Linked DNA regions of Gossypium hirsutum: region 2 is linked to region 1. Evidence: chromatin contacts called from public Hi-C data. All regions are on one chromosome and are shown on one strand. The core of a region is the stretch at or near the end of the contact, and the rest is flanking DNA. Distances in the headings are between cores, read along the strand shown. Region 1 holds the start of LOC107900264 (metal transporter Nramp3). Region 2 has its middle 26 kb from the start of LOC107900296.

Region 1 (7,697 bases), core at 3,259-5,758:
ATGAATGAAATTTTAACATCACCTGATGTGTACCACATTTTTCACACATAGCGCAAGGAACGTAAGTGACAGTGCTTCCAGTATCCACTATAAGCGCAAATCTCTGCGGAGGTGTCCCGATCCATAGACGCGTAGAGTAATACCTTTAGAAATTTCAAATCATCGAAAATCTACCTTTAAGAAAGGAAAAAATATGATTTAAAGAAAATAAGACTACTACTAATAAAAGAAATAACAGGGTACCCGCGGCTGAGGAGGTTGTCGTAGAGTCGCATGCGAGCGTAGGGATGAGAAGAGTTAGAATCGGATCTCAGTAGGCGATGAGAAGAGTCGGGAAAAGTTGTAGAGGTATTCTTGGGAGAAGGAAAGAGAGGAAGGACCATGGCGGGGCGAGCGCGGGGGTGAGGTGGAGGGAGGAGGAGTGGCAGTGATATGGAGAGGCATGATTGGAAGAGGAGAAAGATGAGGAAGAAGAAAGTGACGGTGAGGTTAACGAGTGGCCATGCCATGCCAGATGAGAGACCAGTCAGTGGAGTGTATAACAAATAAGCTTTCGCACCAAAACTGACGATGATTATGAAACACAAAACAAAAATTGGAACTAAGGCGTTTGAATGGAATTGAAATTTAGAATATTTGGATTTTTCTGTTTCTTCTCTAACCAACTTCCGCATTCTACTTTTTAAAAATACATTAATATTGACGTTTGAATAAGTCTCAAACGTTGTCGTTTTTTATTTTTTATTTTTTTTTGTGAATTACATATTTTGATGTATTTAATAATTTTATGGGTAAATTACATTAGTAGTCACCTAACTATTAGTAAATTTCATTTTTGGTTACTTAACTATTAGTAAATATCCTTTTTAGTCATCCAACTATAAAAATTACAAAATGGTCACCCAACTATTAAATTTTGTCTTTTTTTGGTTATCAACAAACTAACTGTAACAATTTTTAATATTAGCATAATAGCAACCTTTAACCCCTTATATTTATATATCATGTAAATTCAGTCTTAATTCTAACAAAATCTAACTTTCAACATTTATATATTGTATACTTTGGTCTTTTTTACAGTTTCGCTTTTGTTTGTGACTATTTCATCTAAAAAGCTAAAAAAAATAAATTTATCAGCTAAATTTGATTGAAAATATACAAAAATTCAAGATAATAATTTTCATATTTTCTCATTCTTTTAAAATGAATTCTCCATGTCACAAACAAATAGAAAGAAAAACTACAAAAAAAAAACCAATTTACATAATGTATAAATGATAAGGTTAAACTTTTTTTAGAATCAAAACTAAATTGACATAATTTATAAATGTTGAAGGTTAAATGTTGAATAATTGGGTGACTATTTTGTAACTTTTTATAGTTGGGTAATCCAAAAAGAGATTTACTAAATAGTTGAGTAACCATTTTATAACTTTTCATAGTTAGGTGACAAAAAAATTTATTAATAGTTGGATCACTACTAATATAGTTTATCCTAATTTAAGGATAATTGCACACCTATTACTTGTGTGTTTAACATGTTGCCCAATGCTGCGGGCCATGGTTGAGAAACGTCACTAGTAGTTCAATGGCATTGCTACAAGCTTCAGCTGAACGTTCTTAATTACACAAATAAATTCATAAAGAAACAAGAAAACAATTTAACAATATAAAGGCAAAGAAAGTTTCAATGGAAGACATCAACCATCCTCGTAAACCATGCAATATACTAGCAAACAGTCGATAGCAGCTTCCTCGTAAATTTTTCTAATACATTTGTATATAATACATAGTTTAGCTCATTCAACTGTTTCAAAAGAATGTCATTGTTACAGCCTCTATCTTCAATCCCTGTATACGGCAGGATACTATCCAAACCTACGACCGTGTTGTTTGATACAGTATGTCGAGAAGTAAGCTACTAAAATGAACTCTGTACATAAAGCCCATATACGGATGCATACACGAAAAAGACATGCTTCAAGCCTTCAACTAAACAAAATCATCAGTGGAAAGACAGTTTGATGGTGTCCCTATGGTTTCTGATATCTTAGCTTGACAAGTTTCTCTTAAGACCTATCACTCCATGCCTTGTGCCAGTTTAGCAGGTAACATCTGGCGCCGAGCAGATAAAGTAAATCCCCAATAAACAAGGTAAACAATAAATGCAAGATAAGCTCCTGTAAATGCACAGACAACGGTGGTAAAGATTACGCCAGTGACTTCGGAGGAGAAGAAGTCAAGTAAAAGGTACCCATTGATCACTATCACCAGCGCTGCCACAAGCCATGCAACTATCTGCACAAGAGAGAGGGAAAGTGTAACCGCATAAAATAGCACTCTCGTGACTGGTGCAGGGATGAAAATTTTTATCAACAAGCGAGTCGAACTGATAAACTAACACAAGTCAATAGTTTTCATAATGAAACAGTACAGGCACCAGGTATAACATCAAGTAGCCCAATATAACAATTTACAAGAGTGGAATTGTACTGAATCTAGAACTCCAGATCATCGAGATAATGAGTTGTTCTTAAGTAAGAGCCGATCATGATCTCTAGGTCATTGCGACAAACAGCCACTGATCAAACTTTACCAATAGAATAATATTAACTCACGCCACAGTCGATGCAATGACACAGACAAAATTACTATTGGCAGCAAGCATACGGATGCATACTGTGAAATTAGCAGCATACCTTGAGTGCAGGGCCAATTTTGAAGGTACCCATGATTTGCTCCTTGGATACCAGACAAAGTAGTGGGATAAGAGCAAAAGGGATTTGAATTGACTGAAGCACATTAAGCCATTCATTTAAGACATCTAGTGCTGCGTCAGAAGTATCGAAAACAAGAGCAACTACAATTGTAGGAATAATTGCACAACTCCTTGTGATTAATGCTCTTAGCCATTTTTTCATTCTCAGGTTCAGGAAACCTCCCATGATAAACTGGCCAGCATAAGTGCCGGTGATAGTGCTACTTTGTCCTGCTGCTAACAACCCAATACTCCATATATATAAAATTGGGAATAATCCACCTCCGTATTTTTCTTGAAGATATTGCCCTGCATTCACGAGGCCGATACTACTGGCTATTTCTGTACCATAGAATGCCTTGGCAAATACACTCATAACGAAAAGATTGATTATAAAGGAAATTATAAGTGCAACAGTGGACTCTATTGAGTAATAATTGAGAGCTTCTTGCACCCGACCCTTCTTGCTGTAATCAATTTCTCTTGATTGCACAAGAGCAGAGTGCAAGAATACGTTGTGAGGCATAATAATGCAGCCAACGACTCCCACAGCCTGCTTGATGGTTTTGGAGCTGAGTTTCGGAATCAAAACACCTGAGAATACGGTATAAATTTTATTAACAAATAGAGAGAAGGAAAAGAAAGGTAACCAAAAAAGCAACCGCTACTGCCAATGGAGCGTAGCTCCTCACCAAGAAGAAGTTCAGTGCCAGTGGGTTTTGTTTCACCAAACATCCAAGCAAATGAGACTGCCATAGTTGCAATAAGGACTGCAAAAAATGCTTCCAGCTTCCTAACCCCATAATTTTCAAGAAACAACAAGATAAAACTGCAACAGGGAAAAGAAAGAACCAGGTTAGCATACTGCTGTTTCGCACTCTTAGGCATGGGATTTTAAAAGGATTTGACTCAACTATAACATCAAACAAGCCTCCTCTTAAATTTACTAATGGTTGATTAGTATTAGCTTCTATAATATTTTAAGAGACAAACACTGATTCAACCTACCATAGTTTTAAAGGAATAAACCAAACCTTGAAAATTCAGATTTAAAAAAACAAAAACTTCAATGAGCATAAAGTCCCATAAAAAACAAAAAAACTGACCAATCAGAAGCTGTAACAACAACGCCAGCCCACAAAGGCAAAATACCGTTACTCAAAATCTTAATAGCAATGGCACTTCCAATAACTTCTTGTATATCAGCTCCAATCAAAGCCAGCTCTGCCATTACCCACAGAACCATGCTAACCCAAGTCGGATACTCTTCTCTACACAGCTCAGCCAAGTGTCTCCCCGTCGTCACACCAAGCCGAGCCGACAAAAGTTGAACCAGCAACCCCATAGCCGTGGCCCACATCAACAGCCACAGCAAGGAGTAACCGGCTATTGCTCCGGCTTGAAGGTCCCCTTCTAAATTCCCAGGATCCAGAAACGCGATTGACATTAAAAAACCAGGTCCAGTGAAAAGCCATAGCTTTTTCCAGGAAAAAGGTGGGACAACCGATGACCCTTCCTCGTCCGGTTCATTGATTCCGAGGATGTGAACTTTTTCGCCGGACTCGTACGCAACATCCTGGTCGGATAGTAATGGAACCTGGTTGTCTTCCCGTGACATGTTCGAGTGCGGCAGCATCCACAGATGATTGGTTTTGCTTTTACTTTTGCTTTTGCTTTTAGTTTTTGGTTTCTGCAACTGCAAGGAAGCTTGGCTTAAGAAAGGAAAAACTACCAGTCCACTCTCCACTCCCTTGTTCGCTGGTGTTTTTATTATTATTATTATTGAATTTTCACTTTTTGGCTTTTCATTTTCTATTCTTATTCTTGTCAGGCCCGGCCTGGCCCGGAGGCCCACTTGAAAAATGAGAGAGTTTGGGAAAAAATATAGGCCCGAAAAATGGGCTTAGACAAAAAAATGAGGCCTATTTAGAAAATGGGCCAGGCCTCAGGTAAGATTTTTTTGGCCCGGGCTCGGCCCGGCCTAGCCTGATTTTAATATTAAATTATTTTTAAAAAAATTATTTTTAATTTTAAGTAACTTTAGTATTTTACTTTACTCTTTTTTGTTGTTTTTAATGTTATTTTAATATTGTAAAACTTTTGTTATTAATATAATTTAGTTCTTAATTTAATTTTAATTTGTTTCAATTTTTCAATTTTAATATAATTAATTTTTATTTTATTTTTAATTTATGTATTATTTTAAGAATTATTTTAGTCTTATTTTTTATTTGTTTTTTGTTTTAATATTTGTTTTTATGTTTTAAATGTATTTGATTTATTATATTTTAAAGTTTTTTTATTTAATAAAAAAATAAAAAAATTTAATATGGCCGGGCCGGGCCGTACCGGGCTCGGGCCTATCATTTTTTCCCGAGCCGGGTCCGGACCTTGAAAATGGGCCGAAAATTTTTTATGGGTCCGGCCCGAACCCGACCCGGCCCGGCCCATGCACACCTCTAGTCATATGTTACGCTTAAAAGTTACAATTTTTTTTTTACAATCATCTACAAACCATAAAAGTGAAAACAGTTAGAGAAGAAATGATATAAAATTGTGATTTTATGTTATTTTTATATTTTTTTTAAGAGATTAATAAATTAATTTTTATAGTTAAATCCAAATAATAGAACTGGTATGTTTGTATTATTGGTGTTTGCTGCCATGGATACAAGCTTGGTTTTTGTCTTGCGACATCTTTGTTTTCCTTATACAGGGTAAAGACTACAGGTCTCAGTTTCAAATGGGAAATGGTGCTTTATTTGGAGCTAATTATATCCAGGTAAATTGTATGAAGCCATATTATATTTGTTGAATTCAGCAGAGATGAAGAACTTAGCAGAATGGACAAGTTACTGGATTTTTAGTACCTAGAAAATTGACTTTTATGCTTAGATTCAGTATAACATGGATCTATGCACTGTTATGGTTTATCTTCCTTTTTTAAATACAACATACTATAAGATAATATACTAATTATGGTAGAAGCAACCTAGACTTCCTCTGCTGAAGGCATTCTGCATTTGGCATTTTATTTGCAGTTGCATGCATTGTCAATCTTCATCTGAATCCACTAATTCTGCAATTATGATTCCATCATTATTAATGAACTGAATCTAAGCCATATTTATACAGAGTGTGACACCACATTTATCCTTATTTAGATGATAGAACAGGTTAAATCCAGATGATCGAACTGGTTATTTTGTATGGCATGAGTTATTGAATTACTTCATTAAAGAACTCTATAAGGGGAGGGTGTCATAATTTAATAGAAATGTGTTTCTTTGTCTCATGTTTTTTTCTATATATGTTAAGACATTTGATGTTGTTCAACTTATTTTAGAAGAGTTTGGTCGAAGCATTAGTGAAATTTTTTAGAATTTTGATGTAAATCCTCTTGGTTCTGCATCAATCGTACAGTTATTATTTATGCTACCCAATACATGAGACTTCCTCTTATTCTACTCAATGCTATTTGCATTGTTGTAATGTTGATTTCTGGTTGATGATTGCATTACTCTTTCAAGGTCAGATGTTCTTATTTATGGCTTAATATTACGTGATAGGGATTTAAATAGTGGTAGCTAGCTCAAGTAGTACCATATACCCCTATAAGTGACCTATATACCATAAGTTGGGTTCAAACTCCACCAAGGGCGAGCCGCTCAAGTTACCTCTTAGTGGGCGACTGTATGTCCACGTATAGGTGAAGTGTTCCCAGCTCTGTGAACCAGGTTCTCAGGGCAGCTGCTCATGGCACTCTGGCTCTCGACAGAGCATGAGAGACAAAACCCTCTTCCGAGGACAATACCTTCGGTTGTTAGGGGACTGGCAACATTATTCCGTGGTTGTTATTTTGCAGTTTTGACTCTCTACACGCGGTCGATTAAACAGGGCATGTATTAGGCGTTCTGTTTTAGTTGGTTTTGGTTTGTGATTTAAACAATTTGGCATGGATTTGAGGTTAGAGCAGTTCATTAAATAGTGTGAAATAGAAGCACATTGATCATAATAGAGAAGAATGGGAGTTCAAATAGAATCCTTTAATACTGCAAGCTTCTATCGCGTGTTGCATTGATGCAAATGTTGAATAGGATAGAATAGGAAATGCAGAATTGGATCAATTCCTTTTGTTGAAACATATAAAATTACGTAAACAAGATCAGTGTATCGAATCGGCTACCTGTCCAAGAGAGAAAACAGCTTTTTGTCAGGTCGTAAGAGTTGTACTTTTTCTTTATTTTGCATTCTTTTGTTTTGTTTTCTAAGTATTTGTTTCAGGTACTTTAGAAGCTTGCCATAGATTTTTCACTCTTGTTAAAGAATACAAGAGATGCTCATTTTGCTATACTGTTTGCAGTTATTCCTAGAATGTGATTTCCTTATCTATTCATAATAATTCATGAAGTTGAACCCGGAAAATCAGAAACTTGCAAGAGGTTGTGAAAGATGGGAGCGTTTAGTTTAAAAAATCAGCTGATAAGTTCTTAAAATCGAATTTTAGGTTTCGTGATGGGATCATATTGAACTGGGAAATGTAATAGCTTGAGCATTTGTATCATTTGGGACAGCTTCTGCACTGCCATTTTGAAGTACACAGTTTTATTATGGCTGAAAGTTGCTATTATTTGGCATCACTTCATGTATCTGTTCTTTTGTTAAGCCTAACAGAAGTTTTTGGTCAACTGGCACCACAAACTTCTTGTTATCATGATATTATAAAGGATAAAATAAAATATAAAAATATGTTTTCTATTAAAATTGACTATTTAAAAAAATGTTATTAGAGGATTATCATATAGTATGTTAAACTTATTTTTATATTGGCGATTGTGACCTAAAAGAACAGGTGAGAGATTAGATTAAAGAAAATATATTAGGCATTGAAATATTCTTAATAGTAATTTTATATTAAAATTATTATTAAATATTATTA
Region 2 (7,697 bases), core at 3,159-5,658, 73 kb after region 1:
CAATTTATTCTTCATCTGCTTATGTTGTGCCTGTTTAGTGTACTGAAAAACATGTTTGGTTGGCTCTTCCATGGTTCTTGTTTTATCCAATCATTTGAATGCAACGATGATAGCTAATGAAATTAATAATTTAATGAAGGAGACAAATCTAAAGATTTGTTTAAGGTTTAATCAATAACAAATCTATACAAATATGTGAAAGTTTCATTTGCTAATTTTTTCTTCCAATGTCAATTTCCTGTTGGGAAGGATTATCACCATTCTTGTTGGTCTCTTTTACTTCCGGTTCATCATTTTAAAGTTTCCTCCTTTCTCTCTTTTTCTTTTTTTTTTCTTTTCTTTCAAAATTTACGGGATAAATTTCCATATGTTTTGACGAGTTTAAGACAGCTGAAACCTTATAGTGAAGAAAAAAAAATATAAATATGAATTTAAACATGTGTCAAAAAAAATTATGGGTGGTGAAAAAAGAAAGGCGCACGATTTTTATCCCGTATGCATTGTATTAATACCATGTTTAAGTGTTTAGGCGAGACAAACTTAAAATATGAATCTCAAATTTTATCCAAATTCATCTATAATAATAAATGGTTGATTAAACTCGTTTAGATCTATCACTATTATTTTTGAAAATTTTTAAAAAAATATAATTATGTTTATTTAATATTTAATAATTATACATCTTTCAATACCATTATAAAAATACTAATTCATGAAATTTCTAAACATAAAAAAAAATGATTTTAGCTCATTTTGCTCCCAAATGATCTCTTAAATATAAGAACATGAATTTAAAGTATTAAGAGCATGAAAGTCACTATTTTACATCAAATAATCATCTAAAAATATTACATCAAATAATCATCTAAAAATACTTTAAAAAAGAGAATAAAACACGTTACCTTTATCATTTATCACCCAACACCAAAAGCCCCGCACCCTTGCACCCATTTCTGCACTCCAACGTCGAGTCACCCCATCTTGGCATGAAACTCCTCATTTTAATCATGTCCCAAAGGTGTTTTGGTTGTTTATGAGTTTTATGACTTAAATCAAGCTTTTGTAATCTAATTGGGATTGAAAAAATATTATACATACTCTAATTTGAGAGGGAGTTAGGACTTTTGGCAGTTTAGAGACCAAATAGCTATTTTGTTTACTTTGTGTTCTTTAGATGTTATTGCTTGCTAAACTCATCCTTTTCTAGTCAACGATTTTATCAAAGTTTGATTTAATAAATTTGTGAGACTTAATTTGCGCTTTAATTCTTCTTTGTTCTTTGATATTCATGTATGTTCTATTTTAATTACAATTGCTAAGGTTTATTGAATAGATGATCAATATTCAATAGCTTAGAATGGTTGTTGAGACAATTAGGATAATGAAATCTACAATTGTTTAATTTATTCTAATATTAGTGACAAACTACATAACTCATTTATGTCATAGTTTATGTTTTGTGGTGTGGATGTGTGATCTAGCTTAAATGAACTCTGTTGAGGTGAGTTTGTTGGTTAGAATTAGGTTTATCTAGTTCTCAATGCTATCAGTAAGGTAAATCTTAGACGTTGAGTTGTGAGGTTATTTATTGGTTAGGGAAGTAATTTCAAATTAGTTGCCTCTTGGTTACTGAACATGTAAGGAGAGATTAGCTGTTTGGCATTGAGTCGGTAATTAGAACTAATTTACTAATGGCATTGAAGTTATCTTTAAGTCAATGATTGAATTCATAAATCAAATTGAGATTTATCTTTGGCTAGAGCTTTGTCCCATTGATTTTCTAAAGCTTTGTTGCTTTTTTCAATCTTAGTTTTCAATCTAAATTTGGTTTTAGTTTAATTTTAGTTTTTTTTTTTAATTTCATAACACCACTCTTCTAATTTACTTGTGTTATTTTTGCTTGAATAAATAAAGTTATTACTAATCTACGAGGATACACCCTATTTATTGCTTCTATTAATTAATATTTTTAAGTAAATTCTGTTTTTGTAAGTCTCGACAACCTTACAATTTTCATGAAATGATTATCAAAACCTATATTATACAAACAATGTCACCCAGAAGATGTATTATGGATTTATCTATAATAAATACATTCTTATACTTACAATAAATAAAATATAAACTCATAGCTACTGACCATTAGTTTTCTTATACATTTATAAAGAAAACTACAATTACTTATTTGGATTAATGATTAAAACTTTTATTTAATAGAATTTAAATCCTTTTATCTCCATTCTCCTTCCATCAACATTGTAGTGATTAATTTATTTTAAAATTATTTGAAACGTTACTAAAACTAGGGTTAGCAAGCAAGATTGGTCATGCTACATATATTGTGAACATAAACGATCATATAAAGCTGGAAAATCTTATGAATTTTTTAATTGAGTTGGTGTCACGAATTCACCGGATTAATTTGGTTAAAAAAATTATAAAAATATTTTTTCGTAATTAAAATAAGTTACATTATTCAAATGTATTTTAGTCTTTTTATTTTTTTAAAAAATAAATAAAAATTTTATATGTGACTGGATTTGAACCCACTCTTAATACATTAATAAAACTTCAAAATTTACCACTAAATCAAAACTTTATTTCAATATTGTATAAATCTATATGTTATTATAATTAATTAATTTTAAAACCATATATTTTATCATTTATTATATGTTATTTTTAAAAACATTTTTAATTTTTATATGCATACACTTATGATAAAATTTTTAATTTTCGACTTCTAATTGTTAAATTAACATTGCAAGATTAGTAACTAATATCAAACCTAGAATATAAATTATATATTGACGAAATGGGTTGTAATCTCTCAAAACAACTTTAGCCCAACAATAGGAACCTTTAGCCACCGAATGACATTGATTAGAGGCTCTGAATTGAAGTACCGACCAGAGCTGGAAAGACTTTTTGGTGACGAAGGTGGTCTCACGTGGTTTTAGCAATTTATTCGAAGGGCTATCTGACAGGTTGTTCGCGACGAAATTTCGCATGATCAGGTTCACTGCATTCTCAAATTTGCAAAAGCAACGCCGGCGTATGTGTATTACGAGTTTTTTGAGGTTGGAATAATTGGTTGAAGGATAATGATTTTCGTGAGTAAAATTCTATATGATTCGAAAAATTAGATAAAAAATTTAAATTTTAAATTAAATAGTTTGAGTTATTAGAATTAAATAAATCAAAATTTTTGATTTAACTCGAATATGAATTACACAATTCGAGTTATCCAAAAATCCGAATAAGAAAAAATAAAACTACGCCATTTTGATAAATATTTACCTGTTCTTAAATAAAAAAGCAAAACTGCTTCTTTTTTATAAATATTTAACTATTAAGTAAAATCAAAACCATTATATTATTTATGTAGTTAAATAATTTTGTACTTCGTCTACTGGTTAAATTATCGTTTATGTGAACATAACATTAAGTATAAATAATAATATTCGTTAATTCGATTCTACTTGATTCAAAAATTTTTGACTCAATTCAATTTGAAAAAAATTCAAATTGAGTTTAGTTGCTAAAATAGGATTCGTCAATCGACTAACTCAAAATCCTTTTATTCGATTCGACTCGAACCGATCGAATACTCACCCTTACTACTTTGATGTGAGAATGGGAGAAGATGAAATCTAGTAAATTATTTCGCATTTGAGACGTTCACTTCATAATTTATATTCGTCCAATACAAAACAAGAATGATATCGTCCAACATATAGCCCCCCATGTTTCGTCAAAAAGAAAGGATGAACCAAATACATTGTACACAGAAAAATAAAGAACAAAAAATTTACCTATTGTGGGAAACTAAATTTGAAGTTGTAGACTTCTATGTCCACTCATTTATTTTAGCATTAGAAAGTAATTTTTATTTTTGAATATTTGAAAAAAAATAATCAAAATTGAATTATTAAAATTTTTTGATTTCATCATTAATTATATTAGTTTATAATTTAAAATTTTTTTAAGACTTAATTAAGATTTTATCATTTTTTTGTCCAAATACAATTTTATCATATATTTTATAATTTTCAGCGAGACTATAACATGAATTTCCATTATTAAAGGGCCAGAGTCCTTATCTATGCGAAGACTAATAATATAACATTATTTTATTTGGATTTATATATAAAATCTTGTTTTATCTTTACATATGGAATTATTTCGAACGTGAAACATAAAAACTTAGAAAAAAAAGGCCAAACATTTTCATATATATATATGTATATATATATTTGGCATTTTGGCTGTACCGTTCTTCCATTAATTGCTTCTCAAAATAGTTCTGAAAAACAACAAAAGGAAAACGTTATCGGCTCGTCCTTCAATTCATATATATTGTTTGCGAACGAGGTTTTGACAACATGATATTTTGATTGTCATGTATGTATGTATGCATGCATGCTTTCTCTTTCCTTGTTTGATCTTCTCAGTGTGGTCCAATACCTGTGATGATCATGACTTGCCAGGAAAGTGCAAAGGGAAGAAAGAAACAAAGAAAACACACAGAGATATTCGGAGACAACATTGTTATTTTTCAAAAGAAAACGTATGTAGGTAGAAGAGGCTCATATAAATCGATTTTATTTTTCAAATACAAAGAAATTTAATGTTGCTTTCTGTTAATTTCCGTGAGATTATTTCATTGAAACAACCATGGGTTTATTATTTTCCTTTTCAATGATATGATTCATATGGTTTCGCTTTCATTCCTTCTGACTAATTATTTGTTCTCTTCAAAACATTTCTGAATTAAATTAGTATTTACCTAGACCGTCTCATACGATATAATGACAATTATTAGAAGCTAGGACATGGATAAAATATCGGTATACATGGACACATTTAAGCAGATCAGTCGTAGCATGTCAGATATCGACATTTTTGTCAACATTTTCAGGTTTTGTTGGAGAGTGGAGACCAAATTGTAAGCAAGATCTTGGATTGATTTTATTGAATTAATCAATAAAGATTTAAATCTGTTCCTAGACAATGTTTTGATATATAATATTATCTAAAACTTAATATATCATTTCATTCCCGGGCTAGGGTTAATTTATGCTAGATTACAATATCTCTCTCTCTACTCATCCAATTGTCCTGGGGTGAGTCAACAATCAGCCACACCCCTATCACAAAATCAGTTTAACCAAAAAAGCTATTCATGTTTAACCTATAGATCCTTAGGTTTTTCCGCCTTGGATAGTCTGTAATAATGGAAATGCTGTGTTGACCAGCTTGTTCTTTTTGGTCCTTGGCCTTGATATCTATAACAGCTATTATATATATTGGTATCTTATACTGGATTTCAAGTTGAGACAGTTTTGACGATAAGAAGAATCTCTGCTCCTTCCTTATACGACATTGATTTAAATCACAGAAAATTCATCGCATATTATAAACGTTGAGCGGAATTCCAAGTCAAATCATCTATGAAGGACGGTTGTAGGTTTAGGTTTATAGACTTGTAATAATAACAGACAATTTGCCCTCTGATTAACATCACATGCTTGCCATGGAAAGATGCTTTCTAGGTTGATTAGTTTTGTTTTGCCAGTCAAACTGGCAATCTGTTTTCAGATTCTTTGCTAATTAAGTAATCCAAAGGGCTTGCCTTGGATTTTATTCTTATCGGATACCTACTCATATAGGTAAGTAGGTTAAGATTGACATCATGTGTTTAAAATTGACAGCTAGTATGATTTCCTGCACTGAATGTTATTTGATCAGTAATTTAGAAGGCTTTCCTTTTTATCCCTCCAACAAGTAAAAGTATTTTCGTAATTCCTTCTTGGAAGTACAAGTTGAACAATTGAGTTCCACTATGAGCCCACTTTATTATTGATAACGTTAATGAAAGATGATAGATTCATGATAAATGTACTTTTGAGTTTGGAGCAAAGCCCAAAATTTTAGTTTGCATTTTAGCCCACACCATAAAGAAATTTGGCAGAGCCTAATAACCATTTCCTTTTTCTCTTTTGAAAACTGAAAGGATTGTTAGTTTTGACATTAATATTTTATTCTTTAGTTCATTTTAAAGAAAATTTTACTCTTTAACATACTAACAAAATTAATTCTAGTATTTGATAAAAGAAAAATAAAATAAGATCATGAAAAACACTTTAAAATAATAAACAATGCTAAACAGTTAACTATGAATCAAAAAAGCTTTTTAAAAGTACTTATTTAACCAACCACATAAGTATTTTTTTATCAACTTTTAATTTTTACCAAAAATACTTTTTGATCAAAATTTATTTCTTAACCCTCATTTAACACACCCCAACAATTATTTTTAATTTTTATCTTGTAAATTGCTGTACACCTTCCTTCTTTTAAGATGCAATTTTCTTGAAACAAAATTGGCTATAGTAGAAGACTTTTCTATGTTATATATTTTGTGCTTATTCTCTGGAATAAAATTTATAGTTCAATGTTGGTGGTCAATGCAAAATAAGGTGCAATTTCCATAAAACGTCTTACTCCCAAATTTTTGGTAAGTCATTCTACATTCCTCCAAAATTTTCACGATACCTCTCTCCGGCATTAATTTGATCTCTCGTCATCTCCTCCGATAAGTACCCACATCAGAAGAGGGAAGTTAAAGCCTTTTCTATTTTTAAGAGTCTGTTTGTCTCACCACTCTTCAAGATAGAAAAGAAAAACCAAGTAAGTTCATTATAATCATGAAGATAAAAGCAATTTTGATATTATTTTTTCTGGGTTCTCTACTTTTTCTTATTTGTGTTTTTTTAATATCTTCTATCAAATTTGTTTCTAGATTTGCTTCTTCTGCCATTAAAGCAAAGCAAGTGGAGATTACTAGAAAAAAGTGTAGTAATAAGCTTTACAAAGTAGAAAATTTACAGAATTTCACCAAAATCTCTATCATTTCAAATTCAATCTAAATATTTACCAAAAATTTCAGCATAGATTTAATCAATAATTGATGAGTGTCGAAACCATCAAATATAAAATTCTTACCCTCTAACTGAATTAAATAGTAGTATAAGGGGTAGGGTTGATCTCATAGGGACTGAGACTCTTAATTTTCACATTTACATGACCAATTTTCTGAGTCTAGGCAGCTGTCGTTCCTGCGACTTGTATTGAAAAAATAAATAAAAAGGGATTTTAGTCAGTAAAGAAAAATAAAAATAAAAATGAATAGAATGTATTAATAATGGAATGATAATTGTAAAATAAAATTAAGAAATTTAAATTAAATTAGTAAATCAAATATGTGAATGTTTAGTTTTAGCCTCGATACACTTCCAACTCGAATCGATCCTTGAAAGTGGATTTTTCCTTCCAAACAATAAGTTGGTTATATCACGGACGCCTCAACCGTTAACTCTTTCTTTTGTAGATGGTTCTGGTATGATCTACGAACCAATTCTTACCTGTTATCTAACCACGTAACACGCGTCCTCAATTTAATATCTCAACAGCCTTGTGATCTAGAGCAACCCAACTCAAATAAATGGTCTCAACTGCGTGGGTCATTTAAATTCAATCACTATCTCCCTTGACGGAATCCAACTAGCTTTTTCCAACTGAACATGCCAATTTATTTGTGGAAACTCGGATACAGTAGACGACCGACTCGCTTTCCCAACTGTACGCCAAAACAACTTCCTCCCAACATGCATTTTGAGTTGAAATTGGATTAA

Evidence for each region. A called contact is a pair of places that touch in the nucleus more often than the background predicts.
Region 2: a Hi-C map of leaf shows a contact between it and region 1, with 2.9 times the contacts expected there. The contact joins the enhancer-like site here to the promoter of LOC107900264 in region 1. A contact is called at or near these places in 5 of 34 Hi-C or Micro-C datasets (hypocotyl, leaf and petal).

What each region holds. Positions count from the first base shown.
Region 1 is chrA11:65,199,361-65,207,057 of Gossypium_hirsutum_v2.1, forward strand. It overlaps LOC107900264 (metal transporter Nramp3), which reads right to left and starts at 4,509. Exons shown (of 4, transcript XM_016825940.2): 1 at 3,865-4,509; 2 at 3,451-3,587; 3 at 2,700-3,352; 4 at 1,752-2,298. The coding sequence starts at 4,394. The coding sequence ends at 2,080. LOC107905818 (a long non-coding RNA gene) reads left to right here and starts at 5,377. Exons shown (of 2, transcript XR_001686610.1): 1 at 5,377-5,540; 2 at 7,122-7,398. It overlaps LOC107900253 (aspartic proteinase 36), which reads right to left and starts at 651. Exons shown (of 12, transcript XM_016825931.2): 1 at 244-651; 2 at 23-143. The coding sequence starts at 509.
Region 2 is chrA11:65,272,098-65,279,794 of Gossypium_hirsutum_v2.1, forward strand. No RefSeq gene overlaps it. Among protein-coding and RNA genes, the nearest start is that of LOC107900296, 26 kb to the left of the region's middle. Within about 2 kb of position 4,409, at least 2 of the 9 cell types and tissues checked have an H3K27ac peak or open chromatin away from gene starts, as enhancers often do. A contact at or near this core is called in leaf, where this site is marked.